3 separate regions of the Mus musculus genome follow, and regions 1 and 2 are each linked to region 3. The links are chromatin contacts, called in public ChIA-PET and HiChIP or PLAC-seq maps. All regions are on one chromosome and are shown on one strand. Each heading gives the region's core, a stretch centred on a gene start, on an enhancer-like site or on the middle of the called end of the contact. The rest is flanking DNA. Distances are from core to core; before and after follow the strand shown. Region 1 holds the start of Trim59 (tripartite motif-containing 59). Region 2 overlaps Ift80 (intraflagellar transport 80). Region 3 holds the start of Il12a (interleukin 12a).

Region 1 (2,966 bases), core at 211-2,710, 350 kb before region 3:
ATAGTAAGTGCTCTTAACTGCTGTTACCTCTGGTCAGTTAAAAACAAATAAAACCCCGTTTATCTATTTCTTTAATGTGTGGTTTGTAACGTGCATGCATGCGTACATCACATCCTTGCTTAGTGATCTGGGAGGCTAGAAGAGAGCATCAGATTCCCGTGCAACAGTTGTGAGCTGCTGTGTGGGTCTTCTGGAAGAACAGCCAGCGCTGACTTTCTGTTTCAAAGCTCAAGACAAAAAGTTTTCAAGCAAGGAGTCTGAGGAGCGCCAAGAAGATGTTAATGTGCGCTCAGCGGTTTGGCTTTTCCATGGTGGGAACTGAACACGCCAGGCGAGCACTGGAACTGAGCTACACCCCCAGCTCAGAAGTCACATTTCTGTTCATCATCTTTCCGATATTATACCTGTAACAAAACCACGTATTTCCCATCCTTTATCCCGTTTCTCAATACTCTATCACAAAGGGAGTATTGGGAGTGTGTATATCGTAATGGAAGACACCCAAAGCAGCTGATTTTTTTTTTTCAGCCCAAAGTTTTCGAAGGCTGACGCCCCAACACATGAGGTTTTTAGGTTTACGACTTTTACGCTTTGGTGCCTGTATTTGAATTGTAATTTCTAGTCTTTCTTTTCCAGACCAACACTATCATCTATAGAGCGCATGAATAACAGTTCATAAATCCTGAGTAGCGCTGCCGGTCAGCGTGGAGCTGCCTTAGTGCTAAGGCTCCTCTTCTCTGCCCCTTCCCCATGTTTGGTTACAGAACTTTCTGGCAGGGTCGGGCACTCTATGGACCTGTAAAGCACACTCCTTGAAGGCACAATCCATTTTCCTTCCTCTACGCCCCCTCTTTCCATCTTGTCTCCGAGGTCAAGTCTTGCTGTGAGTCTTAGGCTGACTTGGAATCTGCTCTGTAGCTCACACCGGCCGGGAGCGGAGAGCGGTCTGAGCTCTGGAATGGCGTTTCTCCGAGAAAGTGAAAAGCCACTACTGTGTTTTCTGACCCAGCGTGTTAGAGAGGACAGGGAGGACACAGATGAAGGCTTAGGCGCGCCTAAGTTGGAGGACCGGAGCCTCACGGGGGCGGGCGAGCGCGCCGAGCCCTCCAGCCGGTGACTGAACAAGGAACCTGTGAGGTAACAATGGAAGAAGCCTGCGCGCCGCCAGCTCCAGAACCATCCCGTGCGGGCGTGGTCCTAAGTAATAAGCAGTCCCTCAGCCAGCCGCCTCCAGAAGCCGCCGGGTCACCCGCGCATCCCCGCCCTCGCGAGGTCCTGGCGCCAGCCCTTCCCCCCCAAGGCGCGACCCCTGCCGCCCGTGCGCTTTCCGCGCCGCGCGCTAGTGCGCAGGCGCCTGGCCCTCGGCCGTTGGTGTTCAAAGGCCGCCCGCGCTCTCTCATTGGCGGAGGCGGCGCGGTTGAAAGTCGCTGCGGCGCCGCCGGCCCCGCCCCCGCCGGGCACCTGAAGACTCGGGCGAGCGCCTCGCAGTGTCCGCACCAGGCTGCCCGGGAGCCCTCGCCGTGCGCGCCGTCGCCCGCCTCGCCCGCCTCGCCCGCCTCGCCCGCCTCGCCCGCCTCGCCCGCCTCGCGGTGAGTACGCGGCTCCGCCGGGGAGGCGGCTCGCTGCCCCTCTTTCTCGAGCGCCCGCGGCCCCGGTGCGTTCGCCGCCGACTTGAGGATGGGGAGGCGGGCTGGGCTCCGGAGGGCGTGCGCTCGCCTCTCCTCGCTTCGCGCGCTCGCGGGTGGAGCAGCGGCGCTCCGAGCTACCGGCGGGATTGAGGTCGTAAGGGCCGGTAGGTGAGCCTAGCAGATCCCGCAGCACCGCGCGGGGCGAGTGAGCCCTGGGCATCCTGGACAAGAGGGTGTGACTGCCATCTTTGAGCCACTTCTTTGTTTGGAGTTCACGTAGGACTTATGCCCATTGTACAGATGTGAACCTTCATAGGTAAAACTGAGGCCTGCAGCGTTTCGGAGACCACCCAATGTGTTGATGGGAATAATTTAACGTAGTTTCGAGCTGGGGATATCTACGCGCGAGGATATTTCTAGTCGTCTTGCTGAGTTTAAATAAAACTTTGAAGCGGGGCATGAACGTGCACGCCTGTAACCCCAGCATGGGGGCAGACAGAGGCAGCAAGCTCTCCTGTGCGTTCCAGGTCGTCAGTGAGGACTACAAAATTAGTCTCAAAAAACCCACCAAACCAAACTATGAGTGTTTAGTTCCCATCATTGGTTAATCTTGTCCAGAGTCAGAGATTCGTTATGTTGTAAAAAGTCCTTTGTGTGGAAATGGTTGGGACTTTAAAGATGAAATATTTACTGCAGGCAAAATCTGAAACATTAAATTGTTTTACTTTTAGAATAACAAAGGATCCTGGAAAAGTTGGAGAAGATAAAGTACACCCAGTGTCCAGATCAGGAGATTGACAGACCAGGTAAGCTCTGGGAAGTTAACTGGATACGAAGAAACATCAGGATATTAGAGTGTGTGATTCCTGGGCTATGATGAAAGATTGAAAAATCTCTTGAAAAAAAGATGTATATTGGAAGTGTATAAAATTTTAACCATCTTATGGAGGAAGCATAAAGTGAGAAATGACCTAATCTAAAAGGTATTCAGTTTTTTGTTTGATTCTCCCCCCCCCCCCAAAAAAAAAAAAAAAACCAAAAAACAAAAAACCATGGTTTCTCTGTGTAGCCCTGGCTGTCCTGGATAATTGCTCTGTTGACCAGGATGGTCTTTAACTCAGAGATTCCTCTGCCTCCCAAGTGCTGGAGCCAAAGCCATCACTGCCTGGCTAAAAGATTTTCACTTTTATCTAACAGACATTTTATAAGCATGTGTGGACGTCTTAAGTCATGCACACAAAATGGTATTGCCTTACACGTTTGCACGCTGCATTTATTATTCAAGCTACCTTTATTCCTTTTTGCCCAGTATTACACATTGATCTACATTTTTAGTGA
Region 2 (3,174 bases), core at 91-2,590, 280 kb before region 3:
TTACATAGGTAAAGATGAAGTCATATGGAAGTGGGGAGGTAGAACCTGAGGAAACAAATGCTGTTATTTAAGTTTTTGTTTTGTTTTTTATCTTGACCCAGTGACACATATAAGTGAGTTGCTTTGCTGGAATGAGGCCCACTTGATTATCTGTCTTTTGCAAGTAGAGTGAAAGCAAAATGTGGTTTGTTTTTAATTTAATTTAGGTTTTTTTTTTTAAATTTACTCACTTTACATTCTGCTTACTGCCCCCTCCTGGTCACCCCTCACACATTTCTTGCCCCCTTCCCTTCTCTGAGCTGGGGCGGGGTGGGGGTGGGGGGCTAGGTATCCCCCCATCCTGGCATTTTAAGTCTCTGTGAGGCTCAGCACTTCCTTTCCCACTGAGGCCAGACAAGGCAGCCCATCTAGAAGAACATATCCCACATACAGGCAACAGCTTTTGGCATAGCAAACCCCCTCCCCCCACCTGGTTCCAGTTGTTTGAGACCCCCATAAAAACCAAGTTGCACATCCAGATGAGTGGAAATGTGATTGTTTTGACAGGATCTTGCAGAGTGACCCGCTTGTCTGAAGGCCGTGCGTGCTGGGATTACAGGTGTAGGCCACTGTTGCTTAGCTGGCAAATTAGTTCTTGAGTGCTTTCTACTATGAACAGCAAAGAAGCGAATGTTGACAGTTTACAAAGCCTTTGCTAGTGCACTGGTAAACAGGGACTGTTCAGTTAGTGCTAGGCTCCATTTTACGTATTTCCATCCACTCTGTAAATCCATATTAAAATCTAGGCAAAGACAGCCACTGTATCACATTAGCGAGTATTTTGTTTCTAATACATCTTTTAGTAACAGAAAAACAACACTTTTAGGGGATACTGTTATGGTATGAATGTGAAAAACATGGTACGTTTGACCAGGTACTTCCTTAAAACAATGGAAATACATTTTCTCAACTCCTCTGTGGTTTAAAATGCTTTCAAGGGTTGAAAGAATTTAGATAATTTGTTTTACAGAGAGATAAGGGTCTGACATTTAACACAACCCAGGTGCATGTGGTTTCTTAAAAAATGTCAAAAAGATCACATGACTTTAGTGTACTAAGTCAGAAAAACAAGCTCGTGAATGTTTTAACTGAAATGGAGCATAAAAATTTCCTTAACAAAAAGCCAGAATTTATTACAAAATGATTATGTATTTCTATTTTTGTTAATGATAAAATTAATAACATCTTGTTACATACTTTACTAAATTCTTATTTTAAAATAACTCCATCTGCAGCCTAACTGTATTCTTGTTCTACTCTGCAAACTGAAATACAGCATGGATAGTGCTTTACTTGTTTGTTTTGTGACAGCGTCTTGATAGAGAGCCCTGGCTGGCCTTGAACTTGGAACAGACCCTTGCTACACTCTTAAGTGTTTAGCTCACACACAGGCACTACCACACCTGGCTAACTCATGCTTTAATATGTATGTTTTTAACAGTGGTTTAATATTATGAATTTGTCTCAAATGCTAGTAAGAGAGACTTATCATGAATCATTTTCTCTGTAAAGCTGTTCATCTGCCTTAATAAATGCTGTCTATCCAAAGCACCCACACCTTAGCTAATGTCTGCTTGAAGGAATGTGGCTTAAAGGCTTGTTTGTAACAAAGAAACTACATGTTTCACTTTCTTTTTTTTTTTTTAAAGATTTGTTTATTTATTCATTTTTTTTATATGAGTACACTGTAGTTGTCTTCAGACACACACCGGAAGAGTGCATCGGACCCCATTGCTGATGATGGTTGTGAGCCACCATGTGGTTGCTGGGATTTGAACTCAGGACCTCTGGAAGAGCAGTCAGTGCTCTTAACCACTGAGCCATCTCTCCAGCCCCCATGTTTCACTTTCTCAGCTTGCTTTGTTTTATTCTCTAAATCACCTTTCTGAAACACTATTACTATTTAAAAAACTGTACAGGCAGGAAATAAATTGTCTCCCTGTCCTCACATGGTGGGTGAGTATTCGGAAGGGAGGTCTGTAAACAAGGAAATGGTGATACAGCCACCTTAAGAGGCCCTCAGCTCAAAAGCCAAGGGAGGAGGAGGGTGAACACATCCCAGGTCCACATCCTACAGCACAGCTAAAGGCCCAGAGTCACATCCTGTGCAACTCAATGGGAGCTGGCACTACAGAATTATTTCTGTCTACAACTCAGCAAAGTATACTCTTACTGACAGTTGTGAGTGTATGATAATTTATAAATTAAAATATATTAATTTCCCCTTTGCACAAAATATAAGTATAATAATGGAAATTAGAAAGCACATACTAGTTTTCTATAATCCTAACTACATTCTTTGTTTTAATTTAAATGTTTTGAGAATTTTATACATGAGTATAGTACATTTGCTTCATTTCTTCCCTGATCATCTACCCTCCCCTACTCCTCCCACACCCCCTCCTTTGAAGTCATGACCTGTTCTGTAATTATTCTTAGTTTTGTTTTTTACGTTTTGTTTCTAACAGTGTCTCACTGTACACCATTGGCTGATATCAAACTCAATATGTAGATCCAGCTGGCCTTGAACTCACAGAGATCTGCCTGCCTGTAACTTCAGAGTCCTGGTAATAAAGGCATATATCGCCTTCATGTGTGATGTTGTTGTTGCTGTGTGTATACAAAATGTACTGTTGTGTTTGTACACAGCCTACTGAGTTCCTTTAGGATTGCTTATATGCCAATCACTCCAGACTGCATAACTATCAGAGGCTCCTTTCTGCAGAAAATGTATTTTTCCTCTCAACAGCCATTGCCCGTCTTGTAGCTCTTCATTTAGGGGTAGGATGTGATGAAATTTTTCCTCATCCACATTGGCATGTGGACTGGTTGGTATACAGGTGTAGACTACCATACTGTTTAGACTTCATGGCTGCAGTCATGTCTAGAAGACAGTATTGTCCATTAGGTGTCCTGATCCTCTGGCCCTTACCGTCTTCCTATCTCCTCTTCTCTAATTTTGTCTTGGCTTTTGTCCTTTTTTTTTTTTTAATTTTTTATTATATATTTTCTTTATTTACATTTTAGATGTTATCCCCTTTCCTGGTTTCTCCTCTGACAACCCCCTATCCCCATCCCCTCCCCCTGCTTCTTTAAGGGTGTTCCCCCACTCACTCACCTACTCCTGCTTCTCCA
Region 3 (3,018 bases), core at 220-2,719:
CCCAGGTGCTTATGAACGCACGCTCTGTTGGGGGATAGAACCCGGGAGACCCATTCATAATTAAGCCAGAATTCTACTGGATCTCCAGCCCTAGCAGCTGCAGGATATCTCAAACACATTAGCATTTTGCTGTAGCTTTGTCCCCAAAGCGAGAGGAAACCGTGGCAATTTTACAACGGAAAAGGCTATTTTGCATTCAAACATGAAACCTGAGAAAAATGAGTGGAGCCGTGACTAAAACTGGATCACACTTGCCCCAGAAAACTGGAGGCTGGACCTGCTTGCTATCTGATGTCTGAGTCCTCCCTGACATGTGTCCATCCGACAAGGGACTGCATCACAGTGCTGGACACTGGTGAGCAGGGGGAGAGACAATCTAATTCATCTCTATGGCTTGTGAAGCACAGAGAGTGTACCTAGAGACTGTCTCCCTGTTCCACCTGCCCTGAAGCAGAAGCAGGGAGCACCTGACACTGTGTCACACAGGCAGGCAGGCTGGGAGGGACATTGCAAGTCCCCACTTTCCTCTGTGTAGACACAGCCTAAACCGATGCCGTTACAATTTATTACCATTCTTCCTTTCTCTAGAGACACAGTTTCCTTTAGATTATATTTAGAAGTCTTGAAACCCTCTACGGTTCCTGCCAGATACCATAAACTTCCCAGCAGATACCAGATAGGTTAGAAGTCATGTCAACAGCGGAACTTTGAAGCCAGAAGGACAGGAGAAACTCACCGTCTTCACCATGTCATCTGTGGTCTTCAGCAGGTTTCGGGACTGGCTAAGACACCTGGCAGGTCCAGAGACTGGAATGACCCTGGCCAAACTGAGGTGGTTTAGGAGGGCAAGGGTGGCCAAAAAGAGGAGGTCTGGAAGGGAAACAAAGGGCAGGTGGAGCTTGTCAACTTGGTTTTGACCTGCCTCTTTCTTCAGCCATTCTGGCAATTTTTTCCATCCATTCTGGGTACTGACCTCCCTCCACACATAATTTAAGCCCTTCCCCGGGGCTGACAGATGAAGCAAGACCTCCCAGATCTTGTTTGGGGACTGCCTGAGACCTGCATTTTCCTTACATTGGTTTCAAGGCTGGGCTTTAGTTCTCTTCTGTGAAACGGGCATAGCCGTAGCCCCCAGGGTTGTTCTATAATGAGACCATGCTCGGTGCAGCGCAATCTAGCACGACCATCTTTCCCCTCTTCCTTCCCTTGGCCTGCAGTTGCTGGCAGCCCTTTAGTCTCCCTTAATGGGTCCAGGGCTTCTGTCTGTTCTTTCTCAAGCCTTCTCCTCTCATCAAGTCACCCTGGTCCCGGCCCTCAGGTACTTACAGCGTGATTGACACATGCTGGACCGGCACTGAGAGGAGCTGCTGGATGCCGAGGGTGAGGCTGTTGGAACGCTGACCTTGGGAGACACATTTTTATAATTGTCTGGATAGCCGGCAGGACTTTCCCAGGACTGTGTCTCTTGCTTTCTCTCTCTGTCTCTACATCTCAAGGACAAGTGCGTCGATCGCCCCCAAGGCTGGTGGCGCTTTCGAATTAACTCTCGGAGTGCCCGTTTGAGGAGATTCGGGACCGTCCCACCGCCCACCACACTCAGAGCGAAAGCAAAACCGGCCTGCGAGTAGCCACTCTTGTCCCGGGACAGGTCTGTCCTGCCCCACTACCCCCTAGCCCTAACACGCTGCCCAGTGCCCCTTCTAAAGAAGCACAAGCTACCCACTCGTCTCTCCATCGTGGACACTGAGTCTGACTCAATGTATTTTGCGAATCTGTCCTACTTTGAAAGTATAAAGGAACAAAATAGATGTGGTGGCTATATATCGCTTAAAACTCAGTTCTGGCAGTTTTGATTTAGTGAGACGACTGCACAGCATCTTGGGGGAAAAGGGCCCAGAGAGAGCAAGGCCATCTCTCTGCAGGAGCCTAAGAGGCAGCAAAGGCTCCTGAAGCCTCCAGATCTGCAAGAAGGCATTGCCTGGCTGCCAGTGGGATGCATTCTGAGCTAGTTTTGGAAATGGGAATCAACACAGTAGGGAGGCAGAGGGCAGATGGGAACGGAGCGCGTTGCAAGTTGTGATACTGGTGGGGATATATCTGGTCATTGCCGAGAGATTGTGGACAACATCTTTAGCCTTTCTGGACTTTTACCATAGAGATATCCTTGGATGTGCACGGTGAGAAGATTTCAGCAGCAGTGTAGACGCCAGATGCAAGGGTCCAGCTCAGATCCAAGGGAGTAGGTGGCAGGATATGGCCAACCCATGGCTCCATTCAAGATGGAGAACAAAGGTGGCTGAAGGGATTCCCAGTGGGGTAACAGGCTAACACCTGATAACTCCCCAGGCTGATTGAGCGTAGTCCCAGCTCCTGCAAAGAAAGTGTGAGAGTTCGAAGCTTGCAATGACAAGCTGTAATTTGGAGGTTTGGGGTAGGAGATTCCTTGGAACTTAACTCCTTTCTACCCCAAGACAGCCTCACTGGGTGTGCAGAGAGAGGAGGCCCTGCTTGGTCATTGACTTGGAGCCTGCCATGTGTCTGGCTTCCCCCAGACCCATCCAGCTGTCAGAGCCCACCTCCTATTGAGGCAACCATCTCCATAACCACAAGCCTTTGGGAGCACGGGAGAGAAGAGCCGGTGCCTCTTCCTTCTGAAGTCCACTAAAGCCTGGACAGAAGAGATCAGTGAGCACTTACTCAGCAGGGTGGACCTCTGTTGAAAAGGGCGAAGCCAAGCCAATAAGAAGGACACCATAGCAGCTCTGATCAGTGAGGTCCCTGTGGCTGTGAACTGGGGACAAGGGACAATGGATGATTAGAATTACTGATGTCGTAATAGTTTATGTAGAGCTGTGCTTGCCCAGGAGGTTACAATGAAGCTCATTTAAGGGAGCTGTTCCTTTCCTAGAGGGCAAACTCTTACAAAAAGGTAGTTCCTGCCATCCAGGTGAGTCCAGAGCCTCTGTTCAGTGTACATTCTTGGCCACCAGACACAGTCCCTAACCCATGCATTTAAAA

What was found. ChIA-PET counts read pairs in DNA pulled down with a chosen protein or histone mark. HiChIP or PLAC-seq counts read pairs in DNA pulled down with a chosen protein or histone mark.
Region 1: an H3K4me3 HiChIP or PLAC-seq map of the 230-238 cell line shows a contact between it and region 3, with 23 read pairs. The contact joins the promoter of Trim59 here to the promoter of Il12a in region 3. A contact is called at or near these places in 5 of 39 promoter capture datasets (the 3T3-L1 cell line, the C10 cell line, the HPC-7 cell line and 2 more), 1 of 484 Hi-C or Micro-C datasets (B cells), 5 of 115 datasets of contacts at active chromatin or transcription factors (the 230-238 cell line, large pre-B cells, pro-B cells and 1 more) and 2 of 9 other capture datasets (adipose tissue and embryonic stem cells).
Region 2: a contact with region 3 is called in an RNA polymerase II ChIA-PET map of memory CD8 T cells, with 298 read pairs. The contact joins the enhancer-like site here to the promoter of Il12a in region 3. A contact is called at or near these places in 4 of 39 promoter capture datasets (the 3T3-L1 cell line, the C10 cell line and the HPC-7 cell line) and 3 of 115 datasets of contacts at active chromatin or transcription factors (the 230-238 cell line and memory CD8 T cells).

What each region holds. Positions count from the first base shown.
Region 1 is chr3:69,043,236-69,046,201 of GRCm38.p6, reverse strand. Trim59 (tripartite motif-containing 59) reads left to right here and starts at 1,460. Exons shown (of 3, transcript NM_025863.3): 1 at 1,460-1,589; 2 at 2,360-2,434.
Region 2 is chr3:68,972,682-68,975,855 of GRCm38.p6, reverse strand. All of the region lies in intron 5 of Ift80 (intraflagellar transport 80), which reads left to right. Among named protein-coding and RNA genes, the nearest start is that of Ift80, 30 kb to the left of the region's middle. Within about 2 kb of position 1,340, at least 37 of the 459 cell types and tissues checked have an H3K27ac peak or open chromatin away from gene starts, as enhancers often do. A contact at or near this core is called in memory CD8 T cells, where this site is marked.
Region 3 is chr3:68,689,875-68,692,892 of GRCm38.p6, reverse strand. It overlaps Il12a (interleukin 12a), which reads right to left and starts at 1,469. Exons shown (of 7, transcript NM_008351.3): 1 at 1,327-1,469; 2 at 737-870. The coding sequence starts at 1,342.